Linked DNA regions of Anas platyrhynchos: region 1 is linked to region 2. Evidence: chromatin contacts called from public Hi-C data. All regions are on one chromosome and are shown on one strand. Each heading gives the region's core, a stretch centred on a gene start, on an enhancer-like site or on the middle of the called end of the contact. The rest is flanking DNA. Distances are from core to core; before and after follow the strand shown. Region 1 overlaps GLDN (gliomedin). Region 2 overlaps TNFAIP8L3 (TNF alpha induced protein 8 like 3).

Region 1 (4,882 bases), core at 1,053-3,552, 130 kb before region 2:
TTTCTGTAGCTCACCAACACAGATACAGTAGAGCAAATAAGAGAGTCTAGTTCATGAATTGGGATGCAATAACGATAAGAAGCAAAAAAATGAAAACAAGTCAAGATCACCTTGCTCCAAAAACTTCCATAATCAATTAGACATGGAGCCTTTTGCCTTCCTCCAGCTAGTCTACCTTGCATTGGTTCTGTCAATAACCAGGCAATTTAATTTTGCAGAAAACAGTGAAATGCAACCTGGTTAACAGGCATTGTATTTATACATAAAATTAAAATTCTGCCTTTAAAAGCTAAAAATATCAACAGCACTTCTCTTGCTTTCCAAATACATTCTATCTAGCAGAAAAAAACATTTGTAAACACTGTTTTAGCATTGGAATAGTATGAGTAAAAGACAAATATTATAGATAGCTTGCTGCCTTACCAGGAGTGCATTTCAACAAAACATATAAGTACATACTTAGCTTTAAGTTTTTTCAGTTTTACTTATGCCAGGAGAATTAAATACCTGCTTATTGTTCCATGAGCCTTGGAGCAATGGGTTTTGAGCCAGCTAATAATATCAAAAAGAACAATGGAAAGAACTAACCTGTGCATTTGTTGCTGTATATGTTCTCCTGAAGCTGTGTTTTACCTTTACGTTTTCTTGGAGGTCCTGGGAGTCCAGGTGGTCCAGGAGGCCCAGGGGGTCCAGGTTCACCTTTTGCACCTATGTAAAAAATGAAGTACAATGTTGCAGCCCCTGCATGCAAGCAGACAATCTGCAGAAAACCGTATATGTCCACATGATGGACTTTTAGAGATTTCTGAAAGAGCCTCTGAATTCTTAAGAGGTTTTTGTGTGATCAATAAACTCCCTGAAATGCTCTTTCTTAGAATGTGAGCCATCCAGAACTTCACGAGTTCTAAGACATGAATGCAATTTAATCTGTCTGGATTACAAGTGCATTAGAGAGTTATAAACCACTATTGCCTTTTATTTTGTGATTTTTAGGACTTCAGCTTAAGAGGCTACAGTTTTAGCAACTTATAATGTGGCTGCCATGATGTTTCCTTCATGTATTCTTGAGTGGAAATCTGCTCTCATTTTCTAATACATAAATAAACTACACTGCAAGAAAGAGCAGAAGGAGATCAACTGTCTTGAAGTGTAGTAGAAAGGGTGGAATTCATGTACACCTCAACACAAAGACCAAATAGAAGAGTATTTGTGAAGAATTGCATTATAAATGAAACACACTCCCCTAGGAAGTCCATCTAATTTTTGGAGCTCCACACACCCTTGAGACTATTACTGACCAATACTAATATCTAAACTGTAGCAATACCCAAAAACTTCACTGTGGATAATGTGGTTATGTTAGTTGGCCCTACTTTTGCAGAAGCAGAGTGTATCTTTTTCTGTCATGTACGCTACTGCAAGAGACCTCTTCTTCTTCTTACCTTCTAATACTACATCATTGTTTGCATCCCCCTTTTCACCCTTTGCTCCTCTTGCGCCTTTTCCACCTGGCATACCATCTTTGCCAGGTAAACCCATTTCTCCAGGTTCTCCTTTCTGTCCTTGATCACCTTTTTGTCCTGGCATGCCTAGAAATAAAAAGCGTTTCAGTACCAAGAATATTGTTGCAATATTAATCACACAGTTCCTAAAATTAGTGCATTTTGTTGAAATACAAAACATATTTACCCTTGTTGGTGGTTTTCTTTTGTGTTTGTTTGTTTTTTTCACTTGTATTTTTCTGTATTGTTGTAATTTGCTTTGATTTCAAAGGAACTTTATAACCAAATAAGCAGGGGAATGGTGTATAATTCATTAGGTGTGAAGAATGTTTTCTTTACCTAGTAATCTCTGAGTTTAGAACATGAAACATGGAGACCTGGGCCTTGCCAATGCTGGCTAGAGTATTTCTGGACTAGGAACACTAAGGAAAAAATATGAAGTCAGTTATTTTATATTTCTAGGGCATTAAAGAAGAAGTGCACTTTCATAGCACCTCTTTTCTTAAAGCAATGTCTTTATGTACTAACTTCATGTACTAACATTACAACACATTGTACTTTCAACATTTTCTATGTCCCAGCAGAGCATAGACTCAGCCACCCAGTAACCTTTTCACGTGGCTACTATTCCCTGCCCCTACACTTGTTACAAGCATGATCAGTCCAAATATTTTTTGTGCTTTATCAAAGCAAAAGTAGCTTTGATTTAGCAAAGTAGCATTTTTAACAGGACATTCGTTTGTCCTGTGTAATCTCAGCTAGAATATTTTGCAACAAGGAAAACAATGCTGTGTTTATAAAACTGACATACCAAAACTTTTCACCCTCTACCTTTGTGTCAGCTAATATTTTCATGCTTTAGGAGAGAAGCATTAACCATCATAAGACTGGAAATATGTGTTCTTGCAGGCATAGGTTTCAAATACATTACATTTGTAAGTACTTGAGAGGAAAGTGCTTGTTCATCTACTTAAAGTTTCACTGTTTAAATTGACTCTGTGAAACCAGAAACAATTACTCTTTTGGGGTGAAATCTGAAATGCATCTTTGGCACAATTGCCAAATTGCCATGCAATAGGGTGAAAAAAACAGACTAATAGGTGGGCCGCTATAAATATAAATGCTAGCATCAGCCAGCCTACTTATTAACATACGCTTCTCTATCTTCCCCTCACCCCAGCATTATCCCTTCCGATGCCCTTCTGTCTCCTTACTCTCCTACCATGTGCAAACCACTGTTTTGTCACTCTGCCTTGAAGAACCAATTATCCATCAGTGTTTTCAATTAACTATGACGCATCAGATATGTCTGTAAAGCAATTACTGCTTTACACCTTTACAGTAATTTACAGCCTCAGAGCACAGTAACTGTCACCCACTGCACAGTGATTTGTAGAATCAAGGATCTGAGAGACAACAGCACTTCTCTGTGTTATTAGCAGAGACATGTCAGGGTGAAATCAGTAAGTTAGGACAAACAGTTTCCTTGACCAGCATAGAAAATTGCTTGTGGACTGCATGCAGCCTATGGGCTATTTGGCAGAGTTACTCTATTTGTGTAGATTATATTAAAACAGTACCTAGAGACTCTGCTGCATTACAAAGTCTATCTGCAATCCAAAAAAAAGAAAAAAAAAAAAAAAAAAAAAGCTGCTCCAAGAGTTTCCAGATTAAAAAGACTGTTTAGAAAAAAGAAAACAGAAAAATATGGAAATACAGTTTCCCCCGCCATGATTATTATGTATCTGAAAGCAAAACTATGGTAACATGAAACTCCCACTCCCAAACTCTGGCTCTGTTGGTTGTTTTTTTTTAAACCATCTGAAGTCAAAGCATCCTTATGTTGGAAGGTTGAGGGAATGGAAATATTCTTTTAAAGACAGTATTTAACAGCAAACTCAGAATACTGAGATGCAATTAATCTAATTCAATAGCTTTAATTTGCATTATTCAATAGCATATATATACTATGGAATAAATCTGAAGTAATCTACAAAAACTTAGTGTAAAACAAAGAATTTTACAGAGTTCTGCAATGTACAAATTCTTTGTAAACATTAAAACCCTTCTCCTTGTAACAAAGGTCTAAAAGTAATTGCATTTGAATATAACAGCAAAAAAAAAAAAAATACCTATTTTTCCTCTTTTTCCATTTACTCCGGGTTCTCCCTTTTGACCTGGTATACCTGGGACTCCATTTGATCCATTGTAGCCAGGGAGCCCATCAATTCCAGCAGGCCCTGAACAAGCCAAACAGCATAATTGAATTTTCACTGTTAAATGCATTTTAGCCTTAAAATCACTAAATCTATATATATTATGTTTATGTGTATATATTCTTTAGAAATACAAGATCCTTTAATTGGCCATTATGCTCTCCATGCCAATACAGTATCCTCCTAAAAAACATCCACAAACACAAAAAGTGAACATTTGCCTTAGCATAAGAAAACTGACTGAACTGAATGCTGCACATATTTCGCACGAAGACCAGCACAGATAAGGCTTTTATATTCCACCTGAATGATCAACACAGTGGAATCCATTGTTACAGTCACTGTCAACGTCAGAAATACATCTTCCACGGGCTTTGACATTGCTTATGATACAGGCTAGACTAATCTAACACAAGAAGAGCATTTACCTACTCATCCAGAATACTGTAGTACCAAACTCTGACTTGATACAGAAGGTATCGTTCCCTTTGTCACTATTGAATCCCCACAAACAAAAAGTACCCAGTACTTTTCTGATAGAATTACTCTAAGCAGACCCACAGCAAAAGAAACCTGGAAAGCAAGCAAGTAACCATTCATATAGGCTAGCAACCATGATGATAATAGAAAGAAGGAAAAGTTATTACGGAATTGGGGGGGGGGGTCAGAAACCAGTAACCAACAATTTTTAAGAGATATTTATAGTGTTATATTAAAATATGTTTGCCCTTTTATATATGTTCTTCACCTAAATGCTAGTTAACATTTGTTTTTGACCACATACATTTCAATAAATGTGAAACTATTCTCTTCCCTCTGATACAAAAGCCTCCCTCCCACCACTTAAAGGGTCATAGTTTGACACAATCATAAAAGTTATAAAGGCAGTCATGCAACTTTCCCTTATTCTAATAGGCAAAGAAAGACAACTGTTCTATAAAGATACATTTCTATATTTCAACATTTATACCAGCTTCTGTTTCAGTTACCTAAATACATTACGGCAATTGTCAAAGTACCTTACCTGGTGGACCTGGGGGGCCTACATCATGGACATGCAAAAGAACACAAGAAAGAGAAAATGGTGAGTTTCTCCCAGCAAGGAAACAAAAAACAATTCCAAATAGAACTGATCGGAATTAGATCAGGACAATAAAAAGGGGG
Region 2 (5,240 bases), core at 1,820-4,319:
CAGAGCAGGGTGTAGCTGCTCCCAGGCTCCAAATCCTCACCTACATTAGGAAAGCAGCCAGAGATTGATTCAGGAGGTTTGCTTCTGGGCCTCTGCAAGCAACTGCTCAAAGCACAGACCCAAAAGGCATAAAGCACCTGCCACACTGCTCAACACTGTCAGTCCTGGGGCCATTTCTTCTTTCCTCCTCTTGGAGGTGCAGGCTGTTTGTTTTGAAGAGGTGAGTTGTACCTGCACTCCAGCAGCAAGAATGACTGCGTATTGAACACAGAAAGCCTCAACAGCTTTAGGTGAGGTGATTCTGGTTCCTGCATCTCCCATGCTTGGATGATGCAGGGAGGTTTTCTATTTTTCAGTGCTTGCAATTTTAATTTTCCCCAAGTTTTTGCACAAAATGGAATCTGCCAGCCTGGAAACTGATCATGAAGTAGCACTGCAAGCATGTTCTGCCAGTCATATACAAGTAGTTGCCACAATAGTTGCATCTATGTAAAAACAGAGTAGTTACAGATCTTGAAAGCTTTATCATGGATTATAAGAGTCTCGGTGGCAAATAGTACCTTCACAAGAAGATCTTTTCTAGCTAATCATTACATGTTTAGAAGGATATGACCAACATATTTTTCCACACAAGTCTGACATGTTTTTTTCCCCTTAACAAGAGAGTTGTCTTACTGTTCCTTATAAATAAGATGTTTTCCTAAAGAACATGTCCTGTCTAAGCAGGAAACAGTTTCTTAGCACGTAAGAAGGAACTTACTACTGTCCTATTATGAAAGTCACGTCCTAAAATTAAAACAAACTTAATTTTCTATAGCAATAATTACTTGTGTAATTAGACTTTTAAAAAAATAAGGTAATTTTGTGGTTAACAAAAAGTACATCATCTTTAAAAAGAAGAGAGTGTAGGAATCACAGGAAATGTGATTAATTGTGGGGAAAATGCAATTAAGCACAAAATATTTCAGAGACTGTAGTAAAAATGCTGAGTTGATGTACAGGATTTGCTGGATATTAAAAAAATCACAATTTGAAGGTGAAAAAAATCCCCAGTAATTCTAGATGCCCTCTACTGCCTGCACAGAGCTCTCTGCTGCTTTCCAAGCTATCCATATCTACTGAGGAACCTGTTCTTGCATTGTGGATACATCAGCATGTTTCTCTTCTCTAAAAGGTTTTCGGCTGAAGTTACCATTTAAAGAAAAACATTGCCATTATAACCATAAATTATTTCCATCTCAAAATATAAGAATAGGATCAATGGCAATTGATGATTGCCAGTCCTCCTGCACAGCCAGACCTGAGCTACTCACATGCAGGGCTGGGGTTTCCCAGTAAGAGCAGTTTCCCCCTGCAGTCTCATTCCCTAAAGCTCAGCCCCAGCAAAGTCTTGGTTTGTTATGGCTCCATCTGCTGCAAATATCCCCCTTATCGAAGCTTGCTGTCAGTGTGCAAGTGTTTTGTCTTGCAGTATCAGCCAGAGTTAAACTTTGTCGAGTATGGATGTTCAGTCTCTTTGATGTATTTTACACTTGCTATCAACGTGAGTAACATCGAAAGACTTTAAACCTGTTTATAAGATACAATGATTAATTCATCAAAAACTTGCAGTTGTATAGCAAAGCTTAAACACCAGTGTTTTATTAGCACTTGTGGCAGTAAGACTTACTCATCTCTGCAATACCTATGCATTTCCAGATAAGAAAAAGCTTGTTCATAGTCTTTGTGCAGCACCCTGAGGCTCACGCAAGACCTCTGCATTGTTTACACTTCCCAAAAGTCAGCCAGATATTTGCTGCCTTGGTATAGCATCCCTGTGTGTCACCAAACAGGAAGTGCAAAGCTTAAACCAAGTGTTTGAAAATCAGTCCTCAAAGATACCAACACTGCAATTAGACATTAGCAGCCTGCTTTAGATCTTGGTTCTGATATGCTATCAGATTAGTAAAATTAAGGGTTTGGCAGCCATTCTCAGAGCTGTGACTTGGCTGCCCACATGCCTTGCTTGTCCTCTGCAGCCTGCCCCCAGAGACACCCCTGCAGCAGCATGGTCACTGCAGCATCCCTCCACTTGGGACATGGCACATGAGAATGGTCCTCACTGAGCCCTTTTAGTCAGGGATTGGCTCCTGCCTCACAAGCTATCAGGACATGACTGGGTCGAAACACCTGATTTGTCTGGAGATGAAGCAGTCACAGCACCACACCAGCTGTCACATAGCCCAGGCAGCTCCTGAAGGCTGCCACACCAAGGCCCAGTTCCAGCCATGGGACAACACTGTTATCCAGACTCCCTTTGCCAGCTCCTGCCTTTAGACACAGCAGCACAGACTGATTCGCATCCAGCTTCTGGGGGGCAGCAGGAAAAGCACTTGGCCAGCCCCAGCGGATCAGGTGGAAGCAACAACTAAGCTGCTCCTCCCTGGCTGCAGCCTGGAGGCCAGGCAGAGGCACTGGCAGCAGCTCAGCTGCTCTATCTGCATGACTTTTCATTGCTGAAAGTGCTCCTCAGCTCCTCTGCCAGGCACTGGAAGGCTCACTCCATTATGCACCAACATTGTATTAGTAAAGTATTTCAGCAGCTGGCTTGTGTTTTGAAAATAAGATTATCACTAGGCATCTCCAGTTCCGAGGTCCCTAAAAAGTGTTTTTTTTTGGGGGGAGTGATTGCTGCTTGCATGAAGCACTGAGAGCAGTGTTCTTTCCCCCACTCCACCTTCCATTCAGTCACGTTCCCTCTGTTTGGGGCTGTTGCTGCCATTTCAGCCTGACTTCAGAATTTTGGATACTGGTATTTGGCCCCAGGGCTGTGAAATTATCACTCCTGAACCTCCCATTCCCCTGCAGAACGGAGCAGCCCTCTTACACTCATGGTAACCATTTAGAAGAGCTAACAGTTTGAGCATGCCAGGCTCCCTGTGCTTACACATGTTTAAATTGGCCCTCCCTAAAGGCCGATATATTCCATCTGGTCTATTGGATTTCTTGGCTTAAAGTTACTGGAAACACTGAATGTTTCTTCTGCAGTGATCCCATAGCTGTCCAAGAGCAATACGCACACTTACAGCCAGCAAGCTGTACTAAAACACTGTGGGAGAAGTACTTCTACACTTCTTTCCCTGCCTGGTCTTAGAGCTATTTTGAAATCCCAAGTTCCACCATTTGCTTTTTCTAACCTATCTTATGGCACAAGTGATACGTGAAGGGTAAGTACAATGCACAAGTTTTCTGCTTCCTACTTCTAAATGTTTTATCTGATGGTTGCACACTGAGCAATAAGAGGTTTCTGTTATTTATTTTACATATTCTTCTTTCTAAAATAGCACTCACTTGTTCCTATGCTTATAATTTTACTTAACAAGCTAATAAAACTTCATTTATTTTCCACAAGTGTTATTTATGCTCTATAAACTATTTGTGTCAAGAAAGTGACATTACAGGCAACCAGGCTATACTTAAGCAAGCTCTCAGCAACAACAGCAACATTTGATCAGCCATGTAGTTATCCACTGCTCATTTAACTCCCTGTAGGAGTGGTATAGAATCACCTAGGTTGGGAAAGCCTTTAAGATCGTAATGTCCAGCCACCACCCTGACCTACAAGTCCCATCATTAAGCCACATCCCTCAGTGCCACAATTCATGATACAGCCCATACAGTGCCATGGCCTACAATAATACCACTGCCTCCTTCATTCTCATAAGCACCTGCACTCCCCAGGCTCTGGGGCAGGTGTAGCACTATCTTAAGACACACAGATGCATTCAAACTGTGTCACATGAATCACTGAGGTCATGAACACAGCACATTCCTTTTGTGCACAGTTGTGCCCATTCCCACAGCAGTTTCCATAACACAATCTCTCTTACAGGAGCAGACTTAAAGGGTATATCCGTCCTTTGGCTTAGTCCATCTCCCCCAGGCCCAAGCACTGCTAGCAGCTGGATGGATGCCCACATTTCCAGTAGCTTTGCTGACTCCTTGAAGCCTGCTTCTTGCTGCAGATTTTGCATTGCATTTGAAAACTGAGGATTCAGGAACATTAAAAATAATTCAGCCTCTTCATCATCTTTGTTTTCTTATGTACAGTATGCCTCCTGTTCAGTTCAAGGGGCAGCTCTTTGCTAACTTAGAGGACAGCTGCAGCACAGAGGCAGGGACCTTTCCTGACCCTCTTCTTCCCCCAGCCCCTCAATGCCCTCAGCACCCCTCACCTCTGTGGGACACACGCAGGCTCACCAGGTGCTCCACAAACACACACTTCAATATGGATCCAAAAGCACAGCACCCCATCAGCTGCCACAGGCTGGCAGTGTAACTCATCACAGCATTATACTCCCAGTTTCAATGGGCAATAACACACAGCTGCAAGTGTCATTTGGCTTTAGCTGAGGCAGTCAGTGGCTGAGCTGATTGATGAACTGGCACAAGCTGCAGCAGGCACCGTAGTAACAACTCCCAGTGTCAGACAAGCAAACTTAACTCCACAGGTGGGACAAAACCAGATAAATTGCTTCGTATCTCCTTATCTTCAAAGCAAGCCTGTTAATACACTTAGCAGAAAATCTGTGGTTGGCAAACTCTACCAAATCTGAAGATCAACTCCTTCCCTGTGGATTTTTACCTGTGAACAAGCGCTCCCTCCAGAGCTCACAGCAATGCATTTTTCAGCCTTTTGCCAGGGAGAAAATAGCCTGGCTGCAAGACTTTTTTAAGGCTTTGGCTAAAGGAGCTAAGTGAGAGTGAAATGGATTCATCTGTTCAGGGTAGTTGTTTCCACATCCACATCATTGCTTCCAGAAAGTCAGCCACACTCTCTCCCATGCTTGTACCGTTTCTGCTGTCATGTATATACTGGGTGAATGGCTATTTACATGAAAATACAGTCGCTGAGCATTTAGTACTAACCATTTGTACTTGGCACAGCCATCATTTTGAGAATATTACAGATGCTCTTGCCTTTTAATTTCAAAAACTCTGAAAATACTTATAAAACTCAGATATCCCCTCTGTAGAGTCACTGAACTCTTTCCACACTTTTGCTATTAGGCAAGCCTGTTATTAGGCAAGCCTGTCATTAAGGTTAGTGGATGGGAGGCGTCCTTGTCCCGCTCGGCATTGCGTGCAGGAGCTGGTTGCGGCCAGTCGAGTTGAGCACAGTGCTGACTGTGTGCGCCAGGCCCTCTGGCACCCCAGCTGCCTCAGCCTGGCGCCAGCCAGGGTTTGTTGTCACCGCTGTG

What was found. Hi-C and Micro-C count contacts between places; a contact is called where the count stands out from the background.
Region 1: a Hi-C map of subcutaneous adipose tissue shows a contact between it and region 2, with 2.1 times the contacts expected there. The contact joins two enhancer-like sites. A contact is called at or near these places in 2 of 8 Hi-C or Micro-C datasets (liver and subcutaneous adipose tissue).

What each region holds. Positions count from the first base shown.
Region 1 is chr11:3,583,506-3,588,387 of IASCAAS_PekinDuck_T2T, reverse strand. GLDN (gliomedin) reads right to left here. Exons shown (of 10, transcript XM_005027179.6): 3 at 4,743-4,760; 4 at 3,635-3,742; 5 at 1,443-1,589; 6 at 589-708. Among named protein-coding and RNA genes, the nearest start is that of GLDN, 7.1 kb to the right of the region's middle. Within about 2 kb of position 2,302, at least 1 of the 8 cell types and tissues checked has an H3K27ac peak or open chromatin away from gene starts, as enhancers often do.
Region 2 is chr11:3,452,975-3,458,214 of IASCAAS_PekinDuck_T2T, reverse strand. All of the region lies in intron 1 of TNFAIP8L3 (TNF alpha induced protein 8 like 3), which reads left to right. Among named protein-coding and RNA genes, the nearest start is that of TNFAIP8L3, 43 kb to the left of the region's middle. Within about 2 kb of position 3,069, at least 2 of the 8 cell types and tissues checked have an H3K27ac peak or open chromatin away from gene starts, as enhancers often do.